4 separate regions of the Mus musculus genome follow, and all the other regions are linked to region 2. Evidence: chromatin contacts called from public promoter capture Hi-C data. All regions are on one chromosome and are shown on one strand. The core of a region is the stretch at or near the end of the contact, and the rest is flanking DNA. Distances in the headings are between cores, read along the strand shown.

Evidence for each region. Promoter capture Hi-C pulls out the DNA fragments that hold promoters and counts their contacts.
Region 1: a contact with region 2 is called in a promoter capture Hi-C map of the HPC-7 cell line. The contact joins the promoter of Cpsf4 here to the promoter of Hsph1 in region 2. A contact is called at or near these places in 4 of 39 promoter capture datasets (the HPC-7 cell line, cranial neural crest, neutrophils and 1 more).
Region 3: a promoter capture Hi-C map of pre-B cells shows a contact between it and region 2. The contact joins the promoter of Pdap1 here to the promoter of Hsph1 in region 2. A contact is called at or near these places in 2 of 39 promoter capture datasets (cranial neural crest and pre-B cells).
Region 4: a promoter capture Hi-C map of pre-B cells shows a contact between it and region 2. The contact joins the promoter of Atp5j2 here to the promoter of Hsph1 in region 2. A contact is called at or near these places in 2 of 39 promoter capture datasets (cranial neural crest and pre-B cells).

What each region holds. Positions count from the first base shown.
Region 1 is chr5:145,165,288-145,171,872 of GRCm38.p6, forward strand. Cpsf4 (cleavage and polyadenylation specific factor 4) reads left to right here and starts at 1,926. Exons shown (of 8, transcript NM_001291248.1): 1 at 1,926-2,172; 2 at 5,228-5,278. The coding sequence starts at 2,070. It overlaps Ptcd1 (pentatricopeptide repeat domain 1), which reads right to left and starts at 1,817. Exons shown (of 9, transcript NM_133735.2): 1 at 1,667-1,817; 2 at 1-246. The coding sequence starts at 220.
Region 2 is chr5:149,634,024-149,640,379 of GRCm38.p6, forward strand. It overlaps Hsph1 (heat shock 105kDa/110kDa protein 1), which reads right to left and starts at 2,292. Exons shown (of 18, transcript NM_013559.2): 1 at 1,947-2,292. The coding sequence starts at 2,053. Gm45954 (a long non-coding RNA gene) reads left to right here and starts at 5,449. Exons shown (of 3, transcript XR_001785032.1): 1 at 5,449-5,770; 2 at 5,855-5,873; 3 at 6,158-6,323.
Region 3 is chr5:145,137,829-145,144,947 of GRCm38.p6, forward strand. It overlaps Pdap1 (PDGFA associated protein 1), which reads right to left and starts at 2,197. Exons shown (of 6, transcript NM_001033313.4): 1 at 2,139-2,197. The coding sequence starts at 2,151. It overlaps Bud31 (BUD31 homolog), which reads left to right and starts at 2,548. Exons shown (of 6, transcript NM_001310771.1): 1 at 2,548-2,614; 2 at 3,477-3,608; 3 at 4,620-4,739; 4 at 7,071-7,119. The coding sequence starts at 4,646.
Region 4 is chr5:145,187,300-145,193,919 of GRCm38.p6, forward strand. It overlaps Atp5j2 (ATP synthase, H+ transporting, mitochondrial F0 complex, subunit F2), which reads right to left and starts at 4,242. Exons shown (of 4, transcript NM_020582.3): 1 at 4,204-4,242. The coding sequence starts at 4,216.

The DNA.
Region 1 (6,585 bases), core at 676-3,175, 4.5 Mb before region 2:
TGAGCTTACTGGAGTCAGAGCAGAGGCTGCTCATTTCCTTCTGGTTCCCGCTGCCCAGGGGCAGCGGGGAGGAGGAGCCGCAGAAGGCAGCTCTCAGCCGTGCAGGTCCCTCCCTGCCTCCTGTCCATCGGGTTGATCCAACAAGATCCAGGTGTTGAAGGACAGACAGTCCTATGGGGCGGGGACCGGAAAAGAGCCGGGAGAGTCTTAGGAGGTCCATCGCTGGCTGCCTCGAGCCCCTGCAGCCTGAAATCAAGAAAAATAAGGAAACCGCATCAGACGCCATATAAAAAGTCAGAAAGGAAGGGCTGGCGAGATGGCTCAGCGTGCTCTCCGAAGGTCCTGAGTTCAAATCCCAGCAACCACATGGTGGCTCACCCATAATGAGATCTGACCCCCTCTTCTGGTACATCTAAAGTCAGCGACAGTGTACTTACATATAATAATAAATAAATCTTTGGGCTGGAGTGAGGGGGCCTACTGGTGCAAGCAGGGCCTACCAGAGCGAGCAGAGGTCCTAAAAAATTTCAATTCCCAACAACCACATGAAGGCTCACAGCCATCTGTACAACTATAGTGTACTCACATACATTAAATAAATAAATAAATAAACAAACAAATCTTTTTTAAAAAGAGTCAGAAAAGAGAGACAAGTTTACTCAGAGGGTAGGCTCTGAGTTAGGAAGACCTGGCTCTGTGCAGGGTGGGGAGTGGGAGATCAGTCAAACTTACTATCTCAGCTGGGTAGAAAAGAGTCAGAAATTCAGGGTCACCCTCAGCTATAATGTCAACTTCAAGACCAGCCTGGGCTTCATGAGATTGTCTTTAAAAAGTAAGAGTAAGTCGTGATGGGCCATGCCTTTAGGCCCTGCACCAGGGAGACAGAGGCAGGAGAATTTCTATGAGTTCAATGCCAGTCTGGTCTACAACTGTGAGTCCACGCTACTCAGGGCTACCTAGAGATCCCCAGTCTCGACAACAACAACAAGAGGCTCAAGAGGGTCTCAGCAGATAAAGGTGCTTACTGCAGAGCTCGGTGACCTGAGCTTGATTCCTGAACATACTTGGAAGGACTTGTGGTACAAGCTTTTCCCTAATCTGCACTCGAGTGGTGTGGAAGGCACATATATGCACATGCTCCCTCTCACAGAGCTACACCCTCTCACCCTCGCATTCTATTTTTATTAGGCTGTGCTGGGCCTGCTTACTTTGAAGCCCTTTAATAAAAAAACAAAACAAACAAACAACAACAAAAACAAGACATAATAACAGGGAAAAGAGGTATGACGGTATTTTGAGGCTTAGCTCTACTAGGTTGACTCGCTCTCCAGGGTCTCATGTAATGCAGTCTGGTCTTGAGCTTCTGACCCTTCTGCCTCCACTTGCCAGTTAGTGGGATTACAAGTCTGTACTAACACTACCGGCTTATGCGGTGGTGGGGCAAGCACTTTACCAACTGAGCCACACCTCCTGCCCCCTTACCCGACTTTTAAACGTCTGCATTAGAGCTACACCCACAGAGAGACCTGGGACCCTAGGTCGCCCCTTGCTTCCTCTCCCCAGGCCTTTAGATCCTCCGTTTTCGCATCTGAGCTTGGACAAAGTCCCTCAGGTCCAATTTCCACCCGGCTTCCGGGTTTCCTATGAGGGTTGAACAGAAACTCACTCTGAGCGTTCTAAGCGGCGAGCCCCTAGTGAGACGTCCTCAGAGTCGAGGGACCGCGGCTCCAGAGACAGCGTTCCTGCCCTCAGCACAGACTACGGAGATCCCGCGCAGGCGCACTTGCGTCGCCGCCTCTTGTGTAAGATACAGAACCGAAAGAAACAGGCGATCGGTCGGCGGCTAGTCAGGCCTGAAGGAGTGGCCGGACTCTGAGCTCCGTTGGCTGAGTCTGGATGGGAAAAAAGGGCCGGCGCGGGCTCCAGCGCTCCCGGCATCCCTCGCGGGGCGGCGGCTGCGGCGGCGGCGGTGGCGGCAAGCGAGAAGGGGACGGGGAGAGGTAGCGTGAGTTGCGGAGAGCGGCTGAGAGACCTGAGGGGGAGCTGGGCCCGAGGCCGCCGCCGCCGCCATGCAGGAAATAATCGCCAGCGTAGATCACATCAAGTTCGACTTGGAGATCGCCGTGGAGCAGCAGCTCGGGGCGCAGCCGCTGCCCTTCCCCGGCATGGATAGTGAGTGCGGGGCCCGGCGGGTGGGTGGGCGAGTCTGATTCTGACCAGAGGTTACCCCAGCCCTGGGCCCTGGAACCCGGGACCCTCGCCTAGTTCCTCCGCTTCCGTCCTGGGACTTCCCGGTGTCACTTGAACTCGGGGAGACCTTTCCTTGGATCCTTGATCCCCGGGGACTGCTCCGTGGCAATCCTCGGGACAGCAGGACTGTGTCGGTTGTTCGCGTAATTCTCCAGTGAACGCGTGTCATCCTGAAGTGGAACTGCCTTCTCCCATCCTGCTCCAACTTCAGCAAAGTCTTAGAATGTCCCCCATTTCCACCTCTTAGCGTGCTCCTCTCTACTTTCATCAGAACTAGGCGGTAGAAGAGTCTGAGTGTATCTGACTGTCGAAGACTCCAAGTAGACCCTCATATTCCAGGCTTGCTTTAGTCTAGCTCCTGGGAAATCCTTCCCTGTCCTGGAATTGTCCGTTTTCCTCACTACCCCACCTCCGGGTCACCTGTCCCAACTCAGGCCCCCAGCGAACCTTTAGACCGAGCTATATTTACTGTCCCTCTTCATGTGATGAGATGGTTTTCCTGTTCTGGTGGGATATATCTTCCGTTTGGGGGAGCTGCTTCAATTCAGACAGAACTGTCCTCTTTGGCCAGGTCGTCCTTGCACATATGTCTACTCTTTGTTGTTGTTGTTTTTCGAGACAGAGTTTCTCTGTATAGCCCTGGCTGTCCTGAAACTCACTCTATAGATCAGGCTAGCCTTTTAAGCACTAGGTTTTTACTCAATTTGATGGCACTGCCTTGAGACCATGGAACATTTGTGTGGGGCAATAGATCCACAAACCTGTGGAGGCAAGTGTGCACTTGAAGTAAAGATTTGGGTTTCTTTAAAAAACACAGAAATAGCCGGGCAGTGGTGGCGCACGCCTTTAATCATGGCTCTTAGGAGGCAGAGGCAGGTGGATTTCTGAGTTCAAGGCCAGCCTGGTCTACAGAGTGAGTTCCAGGACAGCCAGGACTACACAGAGAAACCCTGTCTTGAAGGGAAAAAAACAAAAACAAACAAACAAAATCCAGAACCCAGAAAACTACAGAAATAGGAATATATTTTTATTTTAATCCCAGATATGGGATCTGGGGCTGCTTCAGATTTTCCATAGCAGCTGACTATGATTTGCCTCATTCCTTAGCAGGAGTGTGATACTGCCAATGGCAGATAGTTTTTGCCATTGTGTGGCATTTGGAATTCGGAGGACTCTTAAGAGGGTATATAAATGCTAGGGCCCCAAGAATGTGGGTTGTTGGTTGGTTGAGAGTTGTTAAGTAGTTGTGCACAAAAAAGGAACAACAAGAAATTAGATACCCTGACAGCAAAGACCAAACTTGCTCCCTAATCATCCGGGAGCAGTCTAACAATGACATCACCCCCTCTCTCCCTTCCATCCTTTTTTTCTCACCTATCTAGTGTTAGGGGACTAGAAGGGTGGAAGATAAAAGAACCCACAAAGTAGCCAAAGTCTCCCTAGGAGAGCCAGGGATGTGCATAGCATGGGTACCTCCGAAGCTCAGGTCCAGATTTGGTAGGTGCCTTGCTGGGCCTTGACATACCCAACACAACCACAAACAAGAAGTGCGTGCTGAGGCACCTTCCATTGCAGCCACTCAGTGATGGCTCTTGCCTTTAATCCCAGCACTCAGGATGGAGGGACAGGCAGATCTCTGAAACTGAGGCCAAGCTGGTCTACAAAGCAAGTTCTAGAATAGCCAGGGCTGTTACACAGAGAAACCCTGCCTCTGGGGAAAAAGAAAAAAAAAGAAGACAGAAGGAAATGGTGTTTCTGGTTTTTGTTTTATTTTGGTTTGTTGTTTTGGTTTGGTTGTTTTCTTTTATTTCTTCTTTTTTTTTTTTTTTTTTTTTGAGACAGGGTTTCTCTGTGTAGGCCTGGCTGTCCTGGAACTCACTCTGTAGACCAGGCTGGCCTCGAACTCAGAAATCCGCCTGCCTCTGTCTCCCAAGTGCCGGAATTAAAGGCGTGTACCACCACTGCCTGGCTGGTTTTTGTTTTTTAAGTTTACTGTTTTCTGAAAATCCACGCTGATACATCAGTGAAAACTATTTATGAATCCAAGACTTGTTCTGGTGAGTTTCTGGACTTGCTGACTGCTGCCACATGCTGGCTCTGTAGATGTGCTGCCCTCCCAGAGTTGGCTGTGTTTGTGAGGATGAATGGCCTTGCACCTATGTAATTCTATGTAGGTGTCACATATTAAGGGCTGGCCTGCTTGATCTTCCATTATATTCTTCCACTAGGCTAATGTCTAAAGAGGCCCCTGCCTGCTCTGTCATCTTCCCTGCTCAGAGGCTCAGCTAGTGATTTAGTTATTTCCTGTGAGACCATTCATTCCTTCTCTCTGTCTCATACTAATATACTTGTAAATTAACCCCCATGGGAGGGCTGAGCTGGGGGTAATTATTCTCTGATCTTGTGTTCCTTCTTACCTTCTCCACCCATTCTTTTTTTTTTTTTTTTTTTTTTTTTTGTTTTTGTTTTTTTTTTTTTTGTTTTTCAAGACAGGGTTTCTCTGTATAGCCTTGGCTGTCCTGGAACTCACTTTGTAGACCAGGCTGGCCTCGAACTCAGAAATCTGCCTGCCTCTGCCTCCCGAGTCTGAGTCCTGGGATTAAAGGCGTGCACCACCACTGCCCAGCCTCTCCACCCATTCTTAAATGTCTTGAAAGCTCTTGGCTTCCAGGAGGTTTTGAGATGTTTAGTCCCACAGTGAAGTCACATTTCACGAGTCTGACTGAAACAAGTGGCTTTTGCTTTGAGACAAGGTCTCACTGTGTTGCCCTAACTGGCCTGGAGCTAAATGTGTAGCCCTGGCTAGGCTAGAACTCAGAGCTCTGCCTGTGTCTGCCTCTGAGTACTGGGATATCCCACCATGGCAGGCATGGGCTTTGTGGTTTTTGCCAGCTCACTACATCCTGCACTAAAGGTCCTAAGAGTCCCCTCCATTGGTACCTAGCTTTAGTTGATGACTGGTTCTTTCCTTTTACAGAGTCGGGGGCTGCTGTCTGTGAATTCTTTTTGAAAGCCGCCTGTGGCAAAGGTAAGAGACCCTTGACTTCCTCACACCCTTCCTGAAGTACCCTGTGTTGTTTGTATTTTGAGGTTAATTTTGTTTCTTTAAGAACGGTTGTTTTTGATGAGCAGTCTATCATGTATTTAGGTGATTTTATGTGAGGTTTTTTTTTCTTTATTCGGTCAATAAAGGTTAGAGCCTGTGGTTGGGCAGTGGAGGTTCGGAAAGGTGGGACTGGAGGTTTCAGAGTGGGAGCAGGTAGAAAGGAGAAGAGGACGAGAAGGGAAGGAGAGAGGACTGAAGAAGAGGAGGAGGAAGCCATGATGGAGCAGAGCCATGTAGCCAAGAGAAACCACAAGTAACAAGGGTCTTATAGCTGGTGAGTAAGTTAGTATGGTATTAGATCTGCCCAATGTACGCTTATAGCTTATAATTATAGTAACTAGATTGTGTGTTTTTTACATGGGCTTATTGGAGTTGGAAATTCCAGCTACACCCTGGCCCTACTTGGCCCTCTAGCAGATTTCCAGGCCACTGGGTATCTGCCTGTATTACATTCAGTTGTATTATATTGAGATGAGTGTTCCTAAGTGAAGCCATGGCTTAGATAGGCTAGGAGGACGTTGGACTATGGTACCCAAAACCTAAACACAGACTGAGCCTGCCCGGCTTAAAGGTTGCCTTCTTTTGTTACTTTTCCTTCCCGTGGAGAGGAGGGCATACAGGCTTTCAGGGGCTTCTCATGGTCTCAGAATTACACGTAGCCATGCCCAGGGGCTGAATACAGACTTTTTAATTTCAGTGTATGCAAGCTAGTGAGCTTCCTAGTCAAAGACTGGCCAAGTCTTTCTTCTGGGGCCTCAGCAGAGGCTATGTGAGCCTAGCCCTCCATTGATTCGTAGGTGTTTGTGAGCGGGGCCTTGTGTGTCAGGTGCTTGAACAGGAAGCGCAGGTGCAGAGCAAGGGTGCTTGGAATGGATGGACTGGGAACAGTGAGTTTGGCCTGCACAGTGCAGTGCTGCAGAGTGCTGAGGCAGTAGACCTCGGAGTGGAGAACAGCTTGACCTCATGGTCTCTGGTCATGACATCATTCTCTCTCTCATTGGCTCCTGGTCTCATTCCCACGTTTGCTCAGCTCTCCTGCCTTCTGACTGTTAGGTAATTACACAGATAGTAGCAGGCTGGGCCCTGTTGGGTTCTGTTTCTCGAACCTTAGTAGTATTAGTGAGACTTAAGAATCCCAAAAGGGAACCCCAGTTTCCTAGGTAATATGTGCCACACACTATGAGGCTCCCAAAATTCCACCTCTTGCTACGAAGGCACTCTTAGTTCAT
Region 2 (6,356 bases), core at 1,042-3,541:
AAATCACACCTCTGACAATTCAGCCCAAGTATCAGCCCTGTTCACACATATAAGGAATATCTGATAATCTGTGTGCAGCTTGAGTGCCCTCTCCCAATACCTGGGGTGCTAATACAGAGTCACCAGGTCACAAAGGATAGGGAACTTGGCATTATGCACAACCAAAAGTAAACAGAACTCTACCTGTCATCAGCCTCCTACAATCCTAAATTTCACTGCACACTTATTTCTGTCCCGATATATCATCTGCTTTAGAATTTTTAAAAGTTTTTATGTAACCCTAAGAGGTCTATGATATGCCTGTAGAGTTTAAAGGAAATGGATGAGGTAGGTTGCCATCTGGAAGATTCTCTGTAAGGTCAAATAAAGATGATAAGAGAAACAAAGTTACTGCTGACTGGAGTACAAACGCTGAGGAAAAGGAGAGGCCAAGCCTTCACACTGCACCTGCTTTGACAAGATGAAGAGAGACAGCTTTCTCAGAGGAAAGGGGATACATAGAACCAGAACAGAGACAAGATGGAGAGTGTGGAGGAGGCGGTGAGTAAGGCTTTGGATTAGAGAGTAATCCACAGGGCGAGCGTTAGTAATCCAAATCTAATTTGGGTTCAGTTCCTCCTACATGGGTGACCGAGATGAGTAAACTGGCACTCTACTGAGGACATTCAAGTTTGCTGTAACAAAAACAGCTCGGACCTAGCCGCTCTAAGCAGGTACTCTTGTAAGGTTCAATCTACACGCCCCGTGATTCTGAGCTCAGAGGGACTAGACACTTGTAAGACTGGATTGTCTCATTTTCCATGCCAAACAACTGTAATAGAAATCAGTAGCCAACTCCATTTTCAACCGCATAGTTTGGCCAAGGGTAAAAAAACCACCTCAGTCAAAAATTCTGGTCAGCAACACAGCTACCCAAGCAGCTCTCCCTGTTCTCCTCTACACACCTTTTGTCTCTTTTTAGGCAGAGAGAGGAAGAAGCGCTTAGCATACAGGATGGGGGCAAGAAGGACTGGCAGCCTTCCTACTAATTGCCGAATCACAGAGCACCATGGCTTTGTGAGAGAGGGAGCCCATGCTTAGAAAGTAAGTTCCTAGCAAGGCTTTCTTCCTCCTATTCACTCATAAATGTTCCTCTAATAAGGTCGGAATGATTTTACCTTTGGGTTCGATGTTTAACATTTATTATCTTGGACTTTGCACATGGGGGGAAAAAGCCCTATAATGATTGCCTTAAAAAGCATACAGCTGTTGTCGGTGAAGGCACACGCAGGTCTAACTGCCTCTAATATGTAACCTTCAGAAACTAACCCCCTCAAAAAGTTGCTTTTTACCATGCTTCCGTTTACCCACCCACGTTGCTGCAGAATATTTAATTCCGAAGCAAAAAAATCCATCTTCCCCACTGAATTTTTTGCACAGCAGTGTGTTAAGCAACAACAATGTTAAATTTGTACTGCTTACTCTAAATGGTGTTAAAATAAACGAACTCTGGGTCTGGAAACTCTCACGGACGTTTTTCACAATGAGCTTTAAAAAGGACGCTTCCAAAAGGCGATTGGGGCACTAGGGCAATATTAACAAATCAGGAGTAGATGAGACGCAGAGACGGAGGATTCCTCCACCATAGCGTGTTTCTGTGGTCGCTAACAACAGTCCGCTCGCTCCCTAGGCAAGCAGCGGCGCACAGGCTCTGGAACCTTCTAGGTCATTTGGAGATTCACCATGCGGAGGAAAAGGCTCTGTTGCCCAGGCTCTGCCGAGATCCTAGCTGAGGTGGGAGCCGGTGCCAGCTTGAAGAAGCTGAGTGGGGAGTCGGGGGCGAGCCTGGAAGGCCAGCGGGACCAGGTGGTCGCGGGGTGTCACGGTTCCCGGAATCCCCGGACCCACCATCTCCCTCGGGAAGCAGCGAGCTCCAGCCCTCCCCGGCCACCCAGGCTCCTACTTACGGGGTGCAGCGGTCGCTGAACTCGTTGGCGATGGTCTCGATGCCCCCGGCCCGCGCCACCGCAATGTAGCAGCTCTGTGAGCCTACGTCTAGCCCAACCACCGACATGGCTGGCCCGGTCCGCCTCCGCCTCGGGTCCGCTGCGTGCTCGTCCTGCTCCCGACCAGTCGGGAAGATGCCTCCGGCTTACCCTGCAAGACTGCGCTCAGTCTCTGCCACCGCTCTCCGCCGCCCGCCTCTCTCACGCAGCCGCCGCCGCTCAGCTACCAATCCAAAAGGGGAGGTCCCAATCGCTCAGCCTTATGTAGCCTACTGAGGAGAACTTTCCAGAATCTGCAGCATTTTACTCACCGGCGCCTCCACGTGCCACTTCCGCTTCCTTCTTCTCGAGCCTTCGAGAAAGATTCTACCCAATGGACTGCTGGTCCCTCCGCGGGCGGCCTGAGTTGCCATGGTGACAGGGCAGCTGCTCGGGCGCCATTGGCTAAAACTGACCGAGCTTGCCCGGCCTCCATCCCGCCCTCCCCAGCCTGAGGGGCAGTTTTCGTTCCAGTTGACTCCAGTGAATAACCGGTCGGGAACTTCTGTCGCTTAAGTGGTGACTCCGGTGGCAGTGTCCGGCTCCCGACGCCGAAAAACTATTGAAAGGACGGAGAAAGAACACACTACTCCGGGACCCCAGGCCTCTCCGGTCACGAACTTGCTGTTGGCAGAGAGCATGTCGGGAAGCGTAGTCTGGCCGGGAGACCCTAGCGCCTTGCATGCTGGGAAACGCAGTCCAGTGGTGAGGCCTCGGTGCTTTGCATGCTAGGATATGTAGTCCAGCCCGTGGTGCGTGCCACGATCCTGCTTTGTCTTAAGGGCTCAGTAAAAAGAGGCCCAGCTGGCTGCTGCCGATTCGCGCTCTTTCTCTGGTGTATGCTTTGTTCTGTGTTCCGTTCTTGCTTGTTTTTTCAACAGCTAATGGATTGCGATTTAGGGGCGTCAGGATAAGCCGCAAACGCGGTTTATATTTTGTAGACATTTGTCCGCTGGCAAGATTGTTGCAGAATAAAACACAGAAGGGTTTTCTTCTTCTTCTTCTTCTTCTTCTTCTTCTTCTTCTTCTTCTTCTTCTTCTTCTTCTTCTTCTTCTTCTTCTTCTTCTTCTTCTTAAATGAAAACTTTTGATTGCTATGCAATTTGGGAAGCTGCTGGTGTTTTGCCGACAGGGTTTTGCATATTTTGGATACTAGTTTAAGCCGACTTTGTTTAACCCTGCCACTCCTAACCATAAGGTTATGATTTAATGTAATGGCTAATAATATGGTTTAATAAATGGGTGTATGGTTTATTCCTTGTTTAATCTAACCTTTCATTTTCTTTCCTTGGAAAGTAAGCTTAGGTTCCATGAAGAGAAAGCAGAGGTGGATGCTGCTGGCTCCTGCTTTCAATTCTTATGTACCGTTAAAAAAAACGTCAAAGTTTGCCTGAAAACCCCGTGTGTACCCTCTAGAATATGGAAATATGCACAATTAAAACGTGCGCTGCTAAATAAGTGTGTAATTGAATGAAGAGTTGGGGCCCAGGGTTAAAAACTAACTCCTGAAGTATGCCTCTTCCCGTAGGACAAGTGGGGTTGCTTAAATGGGAGCTTTCTATACAAATTGCAGAGTAAGTTTTATTCGTGGTGATTGATCGGCTTGCCACTTAAGTTATTTCACCTGCTAGCATAACTATTTAAAATGGGAGAAGAACCAACGCTATCCCAGAGCAGCTGCGTTTTTAAATTTGAAATATGTTTGTTGGCATTCTTTTCATTTTGTGTCTCTGAAACCTCCACCACCCCGGCTTTTTTTTAAGTATATGAAAACTCTTTTTTTTTTTTTTTTTTTTTTTGGTTTTTTCGAGACAGGGTTTCTCTGTGTAACCCTGGCTGTCCTGGAACTCACTTTGTAGACCAGGCTGGCCTCGAACTCAGAAATCTGCTTGCCTCTGCCTCCCAAGTGCTGGGATTAAAGGCGTGGGCCACCACCACCCAGCAGAATATGAGGTTGACCAGTTTTCCCTTTAGTTTTTTTTTTTTTTTTTTTTTTTTTTTTCCCATGTGGTTGTTGGGATTTGAACTGAGGACCTTCGGAAGAACAATCGGTGCTCTTAACCACTGAGCCATCTCTCCAGCCAAAAACTTTTTAAAAATTACTAGAATCATAGCTTTTTTTTTTAAACAAAGATGACCTCTAAATTATTTGATTTGCTTCCCATACTTTATATGTTTATATAAATAAACTGCGGAGAGATGTGGACCTGGACAGATTTAGGTCAGGTTCAAATCTTAGCACTTATTGCTAATATGCATTATATAAAATACAGCACCCAAATTTGGACTTCATGGGTGTGTGTTCTCCCTGTTCTTATTAATTCGAGGGCTATGCAAACTGGTAATTACCAGCCCTTCCTGTGTACTCTCTCATGGGGTTTTATAATGATCAAAAACTTACACAAAACACTAACCATGTAATTACCATGTAATTGTACTTAATGTGTGTAATGCTGAGCTAACCTGTAAAATGTCAGTAACACCCATCCTCTCTGGGGTTTTGGAAGGACTGGATGTAAATAAGACATCTCCTATGTGAATGAGCGTTCTGTAGATTTTTAAGAAGGATCATTCAAGCCCAAGGACAGAACTGCAGCCTTGCCTCTTGTGGAGGCTCGGATGTGTGGCTATCTTGTCTTCTGTGTTTTTAACCAGCTCCCCTATCTGCTTATGTGGAGTGAGTTCATTCTCGAGAGGCCGTAAGAAGCCCTGTGTTTGTCGTTCTCTGTTAGCCTCACTCTGTTGTGCTGTGTGCTCATTGATCTCTATCAGGTAATGTCCCAGGCTTCTTTTGTCACAGTGTTAGAAGTTTTAGGCAGAAACTAAATTTGATACAAACAAATCCTGCTGGAGTGATTGATGGCTTAGTGGTTTAAGAGCACTTGCTGCTCTTGCAGAGGGCCTGGGTTTCCATTCCCAGCACCCACGTGGCAGCGCACAGACACCTGTTACTCCAGTTTAGGGGATCCAGTGCCCTTCTCTGGCTTTCATGGGCCCTACATGCAGTAGTGTATATCTGTGAGCTTTTCTGCCTGGCTACTTTGTTTCCCAGAATAAGAACTCTGAGACTATTAATAAATGCTTAGACTATAAGCTTGGGCCTTGTTCCCTGACTTGCTGGTTACTTATGTAACCCATTTAAACGAGTCTAAGTTCAATCAGTCTCCCTCCCACCTTGTGTTCTCTCCCGCCCCCCCACAGCCCCCTCCCCCCCCCCCCCCCCGCCCAGCCCCCATGTCCCACCTTCTAAGCCTGCCTCAGCTCATTGGCCATAGGCTTTTTTTATTGATAGCATGTGAGAGTCTCTTTACAGTAGTGCACATATGTAGATGTGAGCAGAACATTCATATATATATATATATATATACATGTATATATATATATATATATATATATATATATATATATTTAAAAAAAACAGCCCCAACAAATCCTTATTCGAGAAGTATGGCCCAGAGGTAAGCATAGAAACATATGTATATATCTCCACTGCTATCCATAACAGTTATTGCGTTCTATTCTGTTTTAGAGAACAAGAAAAGCCCTCAAACTAGAATTAGAAACAGCTCCTAAAGAGCAATAAAGTAAAAATGCACCATAGAAAAAGGAAAAGTCTAAACAAAGCTGCCGCTCACAGCAGTCCTGCACAGCAGATATAAAAAGCTATAAGCAGTGTCTTTGAAAGAGCGCGATGGACAAAGGCAGATAACCAGGAAAAGCGAGCGCACAAGGCCTGCAACGTTTGGGTGAGTTGGTTGAATTCAACACAGTAGCAGGTGCTGAGGGTTGTGGAGGAGCATAAAACCTGGTCTTTTTTTTTTTTTTTTTAGATTTATTTATTTATTATAGGTAAGTACTGTAGCTGTCTTCAGACACCCCAGAAGAGGACATCAGATCTCATTACGGATGGTTGTGAGCCATCATGTGGTTGCTGGGATTTGAACTCATGAACTTCAGAAGAGCAGTCAGCACTCTTAACCGCTGAGCCATCTCTCCAGCCCAAAACCTGGTGGTAATAAAGGCACAATGGCTATGGTTTCTGCACAGTGTCGGTGCTCAATCACCTGAGATTATCCATTTGGTTTTCTTATATATATAAGTCTTGTTCTGCCAAAATCTTCTCTGTCTTTCAGCTATATTATAATGAGCAGTGAAAAATATTAGAATGAATGGAGAAACCGTGGGGCGCGGAGACATACAAAAAAGGTAGGCATAAAACTACAGGGCGCCAGGACTCGGGAGGCAGAAGCAGGCGGATTTCTGAGTTCGAGGCCAGCCTGGTCTACAAAGTGAGCTCCAGGACAGCCAGGGCTATACAGAGAAACCCTGTCT
Region 3 (7,119 bases), core at 947-3,446, 4.5 Mb before region 2:
AGCAGTTAGGAACGTTTGCTGTTCTTTCATATAGCCCTAGTTGGTTCCCAGCACCTACAGGGCAGCTCAGAATCACTCCAGTTCCTGGGTGATCTAAAGCCCTCTCCCGACCTCTGTGGGCTCTGCACGCATGGTACACTTGTACACACATGGACAAAAAAACAAAACACACATACAAATCTCACATAAAACAACTAAACTGGCAAAATTAAAGATAGACTGACTCAACAGCAGTCTAACACTGATCAGGACTGTCAGAGACAATTCAGCTACGAGGATCAGTGCCATACCCTCATGTGCTAGCCGGACGACTAGACCAATCCCTGCTAAAGCTAGTCTCACAGCTGGGTTGCAAGCCTTTGGCATCTCGATGCAGGTGTGACTGTGGCCTCTATTGCCAAACAGGCCCTTTCTTGATTTCTGCAGACCCCTTGCTATGAGTAGAGAATCTATGATTAGACAGCTAGAACTGTTGCAAGCTCCGGAGACCACTGCAGAGACACAGTGACTTCCTAGACAGCAGCTGCAGAGCTGTAATTGAGCTGCCAACAGCCTACACCGCCCATTTTTAATGACAACCTGAGTTCCCAGGGGTGTATCTAGGTATGCTCATGAAAGGCCTATTGTGAGATACCAAGCTTTACCATTAAAAACAAACAAAACAAAAAACCAACCAACCAACCAGCCAAACAAACAAAAAAAGCAACACCCTTTCGTGATCTTAGTTTGTTTGTTTTACTGAGGCTCTTTCAAGATGCTTTAAAAAAATAATTCACAGTATACTGAAAACAGAATTGGTCCTTTGCTCCTGGGGGATTTTTTAAAATAGTTTTTAATCACTGTTTTCTCATGTTAGCCCAAGCAAGGAAACAAGCTTTGTTTATCTGCCTGCAAAGCTTCCCAGAAATCAAGACTAAGTCCATTAGCCATGATTTCATATTCAAGACTGCCGAACTGTAATTCTCAACCTTGGAGTCAGGAGCTGAAAAAAGTTCCTTTGCCTTTTAAAGATGAGACTGTGAAACAAAGACAGTGCTCCTCTAGACGCAGGATAAATCAGCAGAGAACTAGATTTAGACACACTTGGCCCTGTAGAGCCTAATATCTGAATATTGACAGGAAGCAATTTAAGCTTGAAAATCTCCAGGCAGATGTTCCTGTGGGCTCACTGCATTAACTGGCTTAACACGTGAGCTGCCAACATTTACTGAACATCTGTTCTGTGCTGGGAGCTAGCCAGGCCCTTAGAGCGATTTATTCTGCCACCGTAACTCCTGTCCGCCTGTCTCCTACTCATCCAACTAAGCCTTATTAATACCCCTGTAGTTCAGATGAAGAAAACGAACTGGAAAAGTTTTGTTTGAGGCCACAGACTTAAGATGTGATATATCTGGTATTCAAACCCCTGATTCTAAGGGGTGAAACCAATGTACGATGGGAAACACTTGTTTTCTTGGTCTCTACACACAGTAATAGCTGAACATTTAGGGGCTGCGGGGCACTGGGCTGAGTACGTGGGCTACCTAGTTTATGCCTCTCTCATAACAGGAGGAAAATATAATCAATGTCCCCCACCCCAACCCCCTTTTTGGAAACGACAAAACCGGGACACAAAGAAGTTAGGCGACTGGCTCAGAAGCACATCCTTAGTGGCTACGGTGCAAGGAGAGAATCAGAGCCAGGTCCCACATCATCAAGTCAAGGTCTTATTATGAGGCAGGCGTGGCTCCTCAAAAGCTCCACAAAAGCCACATTTTATGCTCGAGGCAGCCAGGCACCGCACCAGCGCGGGACGCGGTGACTCAGTCTCCGGCCAGCCAAATGGGAGGACAAACTTCAGATGCTCCGGAGGCTTGGCCGAGACTCCTGGGTCCTGCTCTCCTCAAGGACAAGGACCCAGCACCCGTGAGTCTCCTCAAAAATCCCCGACGGAGAGGCCCTCAACCACTGTGGTCCTCGGCTTCCCAGGCAGGACAATTGAGCGTCGAGGCCCACGCATGGCTGGGAGGCGACGGGGATGGCCTCCTTCAGCGCGGATCTCTTAGAGGCCCCAGACCCGCGGGCTGAGGGGTCCGCGGCAGCCCGCCTACGGCCGCCACTAGAGAAGCCACGCGAACCACGCGCGCCCACCCCCTCACCTCCTTTAGGCATCTCGGCTCCGGCGGCTGCAGCGGCGGCGGCGGCGCCTCGAACTGACACCGGAACCGGAAACTCCTTGGAATCGACTTCTTCCGCCCGGCTTGGTTCCCTCTCCGCGCGCCACTGACGCCGCCACCGCCGCCACGGCTGCGAGGATCTGGGACCTCACACCGAGGCCGGGCTGTCTTGGGAGGTGCCTGAATTCCTGACCAGAATATGTACTGCCAGGAATCCGCGTTCCCCGGTGTCCCTGTCCGAGGAGACACGTAGCCGTGTGGGCCACCCCTACAGGAAGTGAGAGGAAAAGGGCCGTACGGTTTACGGAATTCTACAAAGGCAGCGCCAGGGACACCTAAGATGACGCAATCTCCGCGCGAGGTGGGCGGGGCCCCGCGAGGGCCTTATTCTGAAGAGTTTGTCGCCGGAGCGGAAGCCGTCAATAAAGAAGCAGCGGCCTTAGGTGCTTGAGTTTCCGGTGAGTGTTTCTCTGCTCGGTTCTCGAGTACCGTATCTTTGGCAATGGTTACGGGCAGGAGAGCTGTGTGAGCTGCTTATGCGGCAGAGGCTGGAGTCTCCGATGACTTGCACAGGGGATGGTAAACTTGGGGCTCGCTCTTTCTCTCTCTGCGTGTGTGTTTTTTTCCCACGTCGTTTTCTCTTCCGGGACCGTTTTCTGTCTAAACACCGCTTTTTTTCTCAGATGCTGCTCTTGAGTTTTCTGCCACTGTCCCTTCCGTAACTTCGCTCTTGTTCACCCCTTTTCCCGCTCTTCTACGTCTGTAAACAGCCCAACACAACACCTCTTTCCTCCTGATCCGATCGCCTCTTCGTTTTACCTCTCCCCGGCCCCGAGAGCCTCTCGGGTTGAGTCCTCCTAGGTCAGGAGAAAGTGATTCTCTAATCAGGCTGTGCGCCCTGGGAAGGGCTCAGAGTCAATCTATCTTTTAACGTAAGCGCTGGAAAAACCAGAGCAAAGACCACTGATGGGGAAGTCAGGAGCCTCTAATCTGTTAGACTCACTGGTTGTCAGCAATGTGACCCTGAGTCCACGTCTTAAGAGTTTTATTCTTAATTTATTAAATTGTTAAGAAGGGGTGTGGGAATAGGGGATTGTAAAGTGTCAGTCACCATACAGTGGATGGGACTAAAGACAGTTTTGAGCAGATGAGTCTGTTATGCTGATAGGTTACTCTTTGCCAGCTAGAAAGCTTTATGCAATCGGAAGAAGAAGAAAACAGCGTTTCTATTTAGATTTTGACTGGCCTGCTTTGTTGTTCTAAAAAGAGAGATTTTTGGCGGCTATTTAACGTGTGTAATCTACTGCTTTTATTCTACAGATGAGACAGAAGACTGCAGAAGAAAAGTGATCTCCCCCAGAGTCACAGAATAGTTGGTAAATCTGGACAAGAACACAGCTTTGTAACTGTGAAGACCAAGAATTTTTTTTATATTACTCTCAATACCCAAAGGTATTGTGCATTCCTTCTTTCCTTCCTTCCTTCTTTCCTTTCTCTGTCTTTCTCTCTTGCCTTCTCTATTTCTCTCTCTCTCCCTCTTACTGTCTGTCTTCCTTCCTCTTTCTTCCTTTCTTTTCTTTATTTCTTGACAGGGTCTTATGTAGTCTAGATTGGGCACAAGCTCACCATATACCCAAAACTGGCCTTGAACTCTCAATCCTTCTGGCCCCACCTCACACATGCTTGGAGAATGCGTGTGTGTCACAGTTCCCTTCTAGGGAAGCTGAGTAGCTGTTCTGGGCCTTCTGGAGAATGATCTACCATGGACATATGTTTTTCTCATGAGTGGTAGACAGCAATCCAAAGCAAAGGAAAAAATAGCTAGAGAGACTCGGGAAGGAAGGATAGAGATAAGAAAGTACCCAGCAGAAATCAGTTAGGGAAGCCACTTTAAGGCATCCAGCTGAAGCGCCCAATAGGGTTCTGGATATAATATAGAGATATCTCAGATTCGGCTTCCAAGCAAAAGAGTAAACGGTCCCAAGTAGGGATGACACCATCGACCGTTACTCACAGCTCCCGCAGAAGCTGAGTGAGGAAACTGAAGCAGTCAGTCAGAGCTCCTGATTGAAGTGAGCTTCCCGAGGCTGAAGTTCTGACAGTTCTGGCTTCTCTTTTCTACCCTAGACGCTTTTATAGCATGAGATAAACAATAGATCCATCCCTTCCAGTAGATCTCAAGCAAGGCCTCAAGTGTTTTATTCTTGGGCTGTTTTGCTGTTCCTATTCCTCTGGTGTAGAGTGTGTGTGTTGAGGGTGGGGGAACAGCTCATGCCCAGAGAAGAGTCTGGGGAGGATACGGAGACACCTGCTTGGGTCTGAAACGGGGCAGAGGCAATGCATGGTTACTTAAGGACATAACATACATTTTACTCTCTGAGCTTGACATCTAGAGGAGCAGGGGAATGGCTGTCAAAGCCCTTTGGCAACCTGAGGCTCAGAAAGCAGTTGATTTTCTTGTAGATCTTTATAAGCTATCTTGCTGGGAAATGCCCAAGGTCAAAAGAAGCCGGAAAGCACCTCCAGATGGCTGGGAGTTGATTGAACCAACGTTGGATGAACTAGATCAAAAGATGAGAGAAGGTGAGTGGGGTCTTTCTGCCTGGGTATGCTGGACAGTATCAAGGCTCAGCGTCTCCAAGGATAGAAAGAAAGAAAGAAAAAAACACCGAGAAGAGGCTTGTAGCAAACTGGTCATGTTTTTTCTATCAGCTCAGAGTGTTTTGAAGGTTCTGAAGAGTAAAGTAACATTAATGAGGCTATCATACCTCTCCCCAAAAAGGTCTGTTGTTGTTTCATTATTAGTGTATTTGTGAAAGATCGGGGGGTCTGTGCTACTTTTAGTGTTGGCTGGAAACGGGGTCTCCAGCAGACATAGTTCTGGCTATCCTGGAACTCACTGTATAGACCGGCTGGCCTCAAACTCATGGAGAGCTCCTTGCCTCTGCCTCCCTAGCACTAAGATTAAAGAGGTGTTTCCCACAATGCCCAGCTCACTGTGTGTTGGGGTTTTTTTGTTTTTAGATTTTATTTTACTTTGGGGTGGGGTTGGGAGATGTACGCATGCTAGCACAGGTGCCTGGGGAAGCCAGAAGAGGGTGTGAGAACACCTAAAGCTGGAGTTACAAGCAGTTGTAAGCCACTCTGACAGGAGTGCTGGGAATAGCCCCATTGTGAAGTCTTTTTATCCATGCCCTTTTTTCTTTTTGAGACTCTAGCTTTAGCTGGCCTAGAACTCTGCCACATACTCACAAAGTCTTTCTCCCATGGTCTTTGCCCCAGGGCTTTGGGAGCCTTTACTTTACAGTCTACTTGTCCTTGGAAATTCTATCAAAGGATGTGCTCGCCTTTGGTGTCCTAGTTTGATTGCTGTTCCTGTGATAGAACATCAGACCAAAAGCAACACAGGGAAGGAAAGGTTTATTTGGCTTACAATTCCAGGTTACAGTCTGTCATTGCACTAAGTACATCACCTCCACAGTCAAAAGCAGAGAATCAAGCTGCAGAGATGGCTCAGTGGTTGAGAGCACTTACTGCTCTTGCCAACACATCTTCTGACATGCATGGGCAACAGGTACACTAGTGCACATACATACATAAAACGAGAGATACCAAACTTCAGGAGAGAGAGATCAATGAACACATGCTGTTTGCTTAATACAGAAGTTCAGCCAACTCGCTTTGTTCACCCTTAGCCAGTTCTGGCCTTACACCTCCAGCGTCTGAATGATGACCATATTCAGAGTTGGCCTTTCTACCTCAATCAGGCCAATATGACTTAGGTCACTCTTCAAGTGGGGCTCCCTTAGGTGATTTCATCTGGCAAGATGATAACTTTAAAAGCCATCTTCCTGTATGACTACTTAAATTGGTATTTGTATGTGTGTTAGGCAGGGTAGTACTACAGAGTTAGTGTGGAGGGGTAGAGAACAACTTAGAGAAGTCAGTTCTCTCCTGTTGGTTCCAGGGATCAGACTCTCGTCTGCTTTGGGAGCAAGCACCCCTACCCACTGATGTATCCCATGGGCCCCCTGAAATTTTTTTTAAGAAATAGGCTTGAGTGTTTTGCCTCATGTGTGCTGTTTGTGTCTAGTATTTAGAAAGACCAAAAGGATGTTGGCTCCCTGGGACTGGAGTGAGTTATGAGCTGCCACCTGAGTGCTAGGAATAGAACCTGGGTTCTCTGTAAGAACCACTGAATCTTCTCTTCAGCTCCCCCTGAATGTCTGTTCACAACAATCTTTGGAATACCTGTTTATAGCTAATCTGATCATTACTATTATGAGGTCATACCTGCAGCAATAATTATTAAGCCAGTGTTAACTTGGTTTTCTCTTTTCTCAACTGATTGTGCTAGACTGTCTCTGAAATACCCAGAACCTACAGAGTTGCTATGGGCCAAGAGATTTCTTGACATAACTCTAAAAATAAAGGAAATCAGAATGTGGAGTGAAAAGTCTATTTCCAGGTCTCTGATGTATTCCTAGACTCACAGTAACTAAGCTCTTGGGGAGCTGCCTGACATTTCCTACACCAGTCTGCGTTCTGCTAGAAGGGCTTGAGGACGCCAGTTCTTGTCAGCATTTTCTTAAAGATTGATTTATTATTTATTATATGTAAGTACACTGTAGCTGTCTTCAGACACACCAGAAGAGGGCATCGGATCTCATTACAGATGGTTGTGAGCCACCATGTGGTTGCTGGGATTTGAACTCTGGACCTTCGGAAGAGCAGTCGGGTGCTCTTACCCACTGAGCCATCTCACCAGCCCCCTTGTTGGCCCTTTTAATTGTTCATTATTTGCATTACTATCTGCATGGATATAAAATAGTCATAGCTATAGTTAAGCAAACATGCTACATCCTCTGTAGAATGACTAGCTCCAGAACACATACATGCTTTTTTTCTTCCCAGCTGAAACTGAACCCCATGAGGGAAAGAGGAAAGTGGAATCTCTGTGGCC
Region 4 (6,620 bases), core at 2,992-5,491, 4.4 Mb before region 2:
CTGTCCCTGCAAGTAGATGAAGTACACAGATGCTGCACGGGAGCCGTTCTGTGAATAAATATAACACACTAAAGATGATACTGTAAGGCCTAAGCCTATGTAATGGTAGAGCTGCTGCTTAGCAAAGCCTTTAAACACCAGGGCCTGGAGAGATGGCTCAGAGGACCTGGGTTTAATTACCAGCATCACACAACGGTCTGTAATTCAATTGCCTCTGGTCACCCCCAGCACCGACTCCTATGTGGTATGCAGACATACATGCAGGCAAAAGCACACATGCACATAAAAGAAAGCTTTCTAAATGAACAGTGTCTAACAGCTTACTGAGAATGACTGTAAAAAAGAAAGCTAAGGACCACAGGAGAGAATAAAATGGAGCAGCTTAGGACACCAAAGAGCTAATCCTGAAGCCAAGCAGGGAGGCACACACCTATAATCCTGGCTCTCAGGAGATGCAGACGAAATATCAAGATGTCATAGGGTGAATGACAAACAAACCTCTATCTCAAAAAATAAAGACCCCAGCCAGGCGTGGTGGCACATACCTTTATTCCCACCACTCGGGAGGCAGAGGCAGGTGGATTTCTGAGTTTGCGGCCAGCCTGGTCTACAAAGTGATTTCCACGACAGCCAGGGCTACACAGGGAAACCCCGTCTCGAAAAACCAAAAATAAATAAATAGATAGATAGATAGATAGATAGATAAATAGATAAAATAAAATTAAAAAAAAAAACCCTAACATTTTCCAAACTCAGGTCCTCTGCAAGAGCAACGAGTGTTCTTAACCACTGAGCCAGCTCATCAGCCCTGTGGTATCTTGTCATCACAGAGTTGTAATAATAATTACCCTGCATTGAGAGGAACCCATACATAGGAAGGAAACATATCAAACCTCACAACTTGTTCCATGCTCTGGAAGTTGATCTCAGGATAGCTCTGTCCAAGTCCTGGGGTAGCCCTAGGGCATGTGGAAGAACCAATCTCCACAACTGTGGCTTGCATATGCTTGCACACACAGAATACTGTAACAAAAATTATTTTTAAAGAGCCGAGCATGGTAGTGCATGCATTTTATCATCCCAGCATTTGGTAAACAGAGTCAGGCAGATCTCTATGAATTCAAGACCAGCCTGATCTACATAGTGAGTTCCAGGACAAACAGGGCTACATAGAAAGACCCTGTCTCCAAAAATAAAAGTAAATAATTTCAAGATTTATTCTTCTGAAGTTGGAGAGATGGCTCAGCAGTTAAGAGCACTGACTATTCTTCCAGAGGATCCAGGTTCAATTCCCAGCACCCACATGGCAGCTTACAACTATCTGTAACTTTATTCCAGGGAATATGACACCCTCATATAAACATACATGCAGGCAAAATGCCAACGCACATCAAATAAAAATACATCATTTAAAAATTTTAATATTTTTATTATATGTACATGGGTATTTTGCCTGCATGTATGGATACGCACCATACTCATGCTTAGTGTACACAGGTCAGAAGAGGGCATCAGATGCCCTGGAACTAGGGTTTCAGATGAATATGAACCACCATGTGGGAGCTGGGAACCAACCTTGTGTCATCTCCACTCACCGAGCCCTCTCTCCAGCCCCAGACAACACCTCCACTCCCAAAGCTTCCAAATCGTATGTGCTACTGGTAACTGTTAAAAACCCATCAATACTTAGGAGGCGTGACCTCCAGATCCTTCACTAGAGTTACGCAGAATCAGATTGTGCGAACCGACCTCACTCACATACCCCAAGGGAAAACCAGATGCCCAGTTCACACCAACAGAACCCTTCATTGTGGGGTGGCCACTTTCTCACTTATCTTTGTTTTCTGAGACAAGGTCTCTCTCTATAGCTCCGGCTGTCCTGGAACTATGTAGACCAGGCTGAGCTTGAACTCAGGGATCTCCCTGCCTTCGCCCCCTGAGAACTGGGATTAAAAGTATGTGCAGAGCCTGCAAAGTTGTTTTCTGACCTCCATACAGTCCCCGTGGCTCTTCTGCACATGTGCACATGCACGCGCACACTCGAGAGAGACAGACACACACTCATGAACATACATACTCATGTGCCACCATGCTCGCCTTTTTTTTTTTTTTTTTTTTTTTTTTTTTTAAGACAGGATCTTATGTAGCTCATGCTGGGCTCAAACCTGCTGCTGTATGTCAATGGATGTCTTTGGCATGGCGGATCCTGCTACCTTCCAAGTGCTGGAGTTACCAGCTTTATGTGGTGCTGAGGATGGAACCCAGGACTTTGTGCCTGTGGGGCAAGCACTCCACCAACTGAGCCGCAACCCGACTACTCCACCCCTCCCCAGCCCCGCCCAGTATCTTTCTTGAACTGAGTCATCTTTTTGTTTGTTGGTTTGGTTTTTTTGAGATAGGGTATTGCTATACAGTACCGGCTAGCCTTAAACTCATGGATAATCTTCTTGTTTCAGCTTTCCCACTGCTAGGGTGACAGGGGTACAATATCAACCCCCAGCTGGCGAAGTGTACTAAACTCTTTAGTCTTTCCTTCAAAGGTCTCTTCACACTAACCCTCTACTTAAATAAGATTGCAAACTTTAAGCTGGGTATGATGGCGCATGCCTTTAACCCCAGCACTTAGGAGGCAGAAGCAGAGAGACTTTTATGAGTTCCAGACAAGCCTGATCTATCTAGTGAATTTCAGGATAGCCACAGCTATTTAGGGAGACCTTGTCTTTAAAAAAAACAAGAAAAAGTGATAGGGGTGGTGGTTGTGGCAGTGGCGGCACACACCTTCAACCCTAGCAATTGGGAAGGCAGAGGCAGGTGGAGTTCAAGTTCAAGGATAGCCAGAGTGGCAGAGAAATCCTGTAGGGGTTGGGATCCAAAACTTCTATTTTTTCAACTTTTTTTTTGGAGAGGAAGGCCCAGGCTGACAATTGTGCTTCTTCAGCCTCTTGAGCAGTGTCATTAATGCTCTTCCCGTTGTCTCTTCTGAAAGCTGTGTTCACTAACCATCTCCTACCATTTTACAGATAAAATAGCTGCTAATGCCCCAGGTGGCAGTGACCTACACCTTTAAGCCCAGTACTGGGGAGACAGAAGCAGGTGGATCCACAGATGAGTTCCATTACAGCTGGAGCTACACAAAGAAATCCTATCTTGCAAAACCAAGTACCAAACCAAATCAAAAAGGCTCAGCTCCTTCACACCCCGTTTTTAGACACCCCCCCCTTCACCTTCCCAGGCTGAGATAAAGAACACTGTAACAAGCTAAGTACAGTAGCATAGGCCTGTAATCCTAGCACTCAGAGATAGACGCTAATACATCACGACTGTGGCAGCAAGTTCATGACCAATCTGGGCTACATGGTGAAACCCTGTCTCAAAAGGAGGAGGTAGACAACTGTGAAATGGCTAGCCTGGCTACTGGAGTTCCTCGGAGTTGTCCTCGAACCTGGACACAAGCTCCAGCATTCCCATGACCATACCTAGACACGTGTGGGACACATAATAACAAAAACAACAATAATGTGTAATCCCAACAGTGCGCAATGAATGTGTGTGGAGATTGACTCGTACGTGTTAAGGGAACATCTGCTTGTCTGTCACAAGGACATTTCTGAAAGGTAATCTCATTTATCATGAGACCCGCCAACCTAGGTCTGAATCCCAGCGAGGCTCTCTCAGGACTGGTGACCTTGAACAGGTCACTTCACCCCAGTAGGCGTATTCAGTCGACACGTATGTAACATAATGTGGTGTCGGGAACCATTCTAGGCATTCGCTGGTCCTGGACCGTAATCTGAAAGCCTCATCTCCAGGGAGGTCCAAGCGCTGCCCAGCGTAAAGGTTCAAGTGACCCTGCCTGTGTCAAGTCGCGCAGGAAGAAAAAGCAGCAGCTTAGTCCTCCGCGGAAGGACAGACAAATGGTTCCGGGCAACGCATGTGCAGGCCCCCAGAAGCCTCTCCGTGCTGACTGGGTCTTCCACCGCCAGGCCAGGCGATGCACAGCAGAAATCCGCTGCAGAGTGGAGGGAGGAGGGCGGGAGCACAGGACCTTATAGTAAGTGTCCAGCGCGCTTCCGGGGAGGCTTCAGTGAAGCCCCGGGTGAAGAGCAAGAGTTCCCGCGGTTCCTTCTCACCCCACTGTGGCCCTGGAGCCTGTGCCCAAATCGGGCTTCCAACCCCAAGGCCAGGAAAGGGCCGAGTACTCACCGAGTGACGCCATCTTGAAGTCCTGGTGTCCGCAGAACTCCAGCCGCGCGCAAAGGCTGCTGGGAAGGGCGCACGCACCCCTGCCGGAGCGGGAAGCAGAGGCTCATGGGAAGTAGATCACCACTTAGGTAGAGCATTTTGAGACCTATCCCAGGCGGAAGCAAAGGACAAAAGAGAAAAGGGACCTTTTGACTTTTTGCCTTCTACTTTTGGATCTCTCATGAGGAATGAGAGGCTTAGGGGTGTGGCTCAGTCCCGGAGTGCTTAAGGCTCTGGTTCCATTCCCAATGCTGAAAAGAAAGAAAAGCAGAGAAGCCTTGAATAGGAACATTTGTTTTAACCCTCCCCAGTCCCTTTTACTTGCTATTCACTGCTCTGACCCCCAAATCCCTCTGAAGTTCCACTCCACATGCTTAAGTGGTTTCCATGATGATTGCAAACACGCCTCCACAGCTGACACCTGCTTAAATGGGTATTTTCTAAAGCTCGTAAAGGTAGTTTTTTTGACCCAAAATCAGAAGTATTAGATTTAAGCCATGTTAGCGCCAAAGTCAGACTACTATATAGCTACAGGCATTATCTTGCCATTAATTCCCAAATTTGGGCCTGAAATACAGCAAGACTGTATGCAATAACAGAGTTAGTCTAGCCTGGAAATCAGTATATGTTTTGGGTTGGCCTGAAACTTTTAGCAGTGACAACTCATGTATGGGAATTATATGTGTGCACTGCCTGTATAAACTGACATAACCACTCCATGGTATAATTAAGGTGAAGGTTTTTAAAATTATTTTTATGTACATGGGTGTTTTGCCTACATATATGTCTGTGTACCACATGCATGCAGGGCCCACTGAAGTCAAAAGAGGTCATTGGATCCCCTGGAGCTGAAGTTAGAAAGACAGTAGTGAATTCCTATGTGATTTGTGGTAATGAAACCTGGGTCCTCTGAAAGAGCAGATAGTGCTCTTAACAGATGAGCCATCTCTCCAGCCCCCATAAGGAAAGGGGATTTTTTTTTAAAGATTTATTTATTTATTATACGTAAGTACACTGTAGCTGTCTTCAGATGCGCCAGAAGAGGGCGTCAGATCTCATTACATGTGGTTGTGAGCCACCATGTGGTTGCTGGGATTTGAACTCAGGACTTTTGGAAGAGTAGTCGGTGCTCTTAACCACTGAGTCATCTCTCCAGCCCCCAGGAGAGGGGATGTTTATTGTAAATATGAGTGAGAGGGAACAGCCAGAGGCATCTGGAAGAGCAGAGAGAAGTAGACTTAACATGGGCATCTGACTGGACATGGTCAGAGCAATCTAAGAGTGAGAGCATGGGGTAGGGTGGGAGTGAGAATAGCAGGCTTATAAGAATGATTCGCTGGAGGGGTGGGGGGAGTCCAGGAGCTAAAGGGAGAAGCATAGAGAAGATGAAAAGAGCCAGAATGCTATAACATGGCCTTTGCTGTGTGTAATGGGTATTTGTGATATTGAGAGACTGGAGGCCAGCATGCATTTTGATATGCTGGTAAATGCCAAAGGTAAGGAAAATGACTCCTTTTGACAGAAAACTGGGCTTCCCGATTCCTTTTACCTGCTATTCACTGTGGAATAGTCACAATTCTTTTTACCGTTCCTAAGGAATGGTGGCTTTTATCTAACCACCAGAAATCCTCCTATAGTCCAAGTTGTGCTCATTTCTGGGTTTTTGGAAGGGGAGCAGGGCACTCTAGCTATTAGTATAGAAGGGGGCTGTAGTCGGCTCAGTTACCATTTCCCTGAAGGGGCTGGGTGGTCCCACATGGGTCATCATCTTAGTGTCTTAAGTGATTCTATCTTGGACCAAAGATCTACACCAGCCCAACATTTCTTATGTCAAGTTCCCAAGTGCTAGGATTACAGGTGTTTACCACCAAACCCTGCTTCGCCTCAGAATGCTTGAGTCTGCCTGTATTTAGAGTTGAGTGTAGAGCCAGTATCAAGAGTTCAGCTCTGAATGCTTTTGACTTTTCAAGATTTTAATGAGCAAGAGAGAAGGAGGCAGTGGGTGTCACAGGCCTTTGACCCCAGCACTCGGGAGACAGAGGCAGGTGGACCTCCCCTCAAGATCAGCCTGGTCTACAGGACGAGTTCCACGCCAGCCAGGGCTACCCAGACTCTGTCTTGGGGCAGAGGGGAAGCAAGAGAGGAGTCTCATTCAAGGGTCCCATTTATCTACTGCTTTGTGTTCATGAAAGGATGAATCCATTATGCTTAGAGTTGTCACTAATACAATTATAGGCCACCTTCCAGCCACTTGCATGTTTAGTCTCATGGGAAAGCTGGATAGAGTGGCACACTGCAACAATCCCAGGACTTGAAAGCCTTAGGCAAGAGGATCACTGTGAGTTTGAAACCAGCCCAGGCTAAAGAGTCTTTGTCTG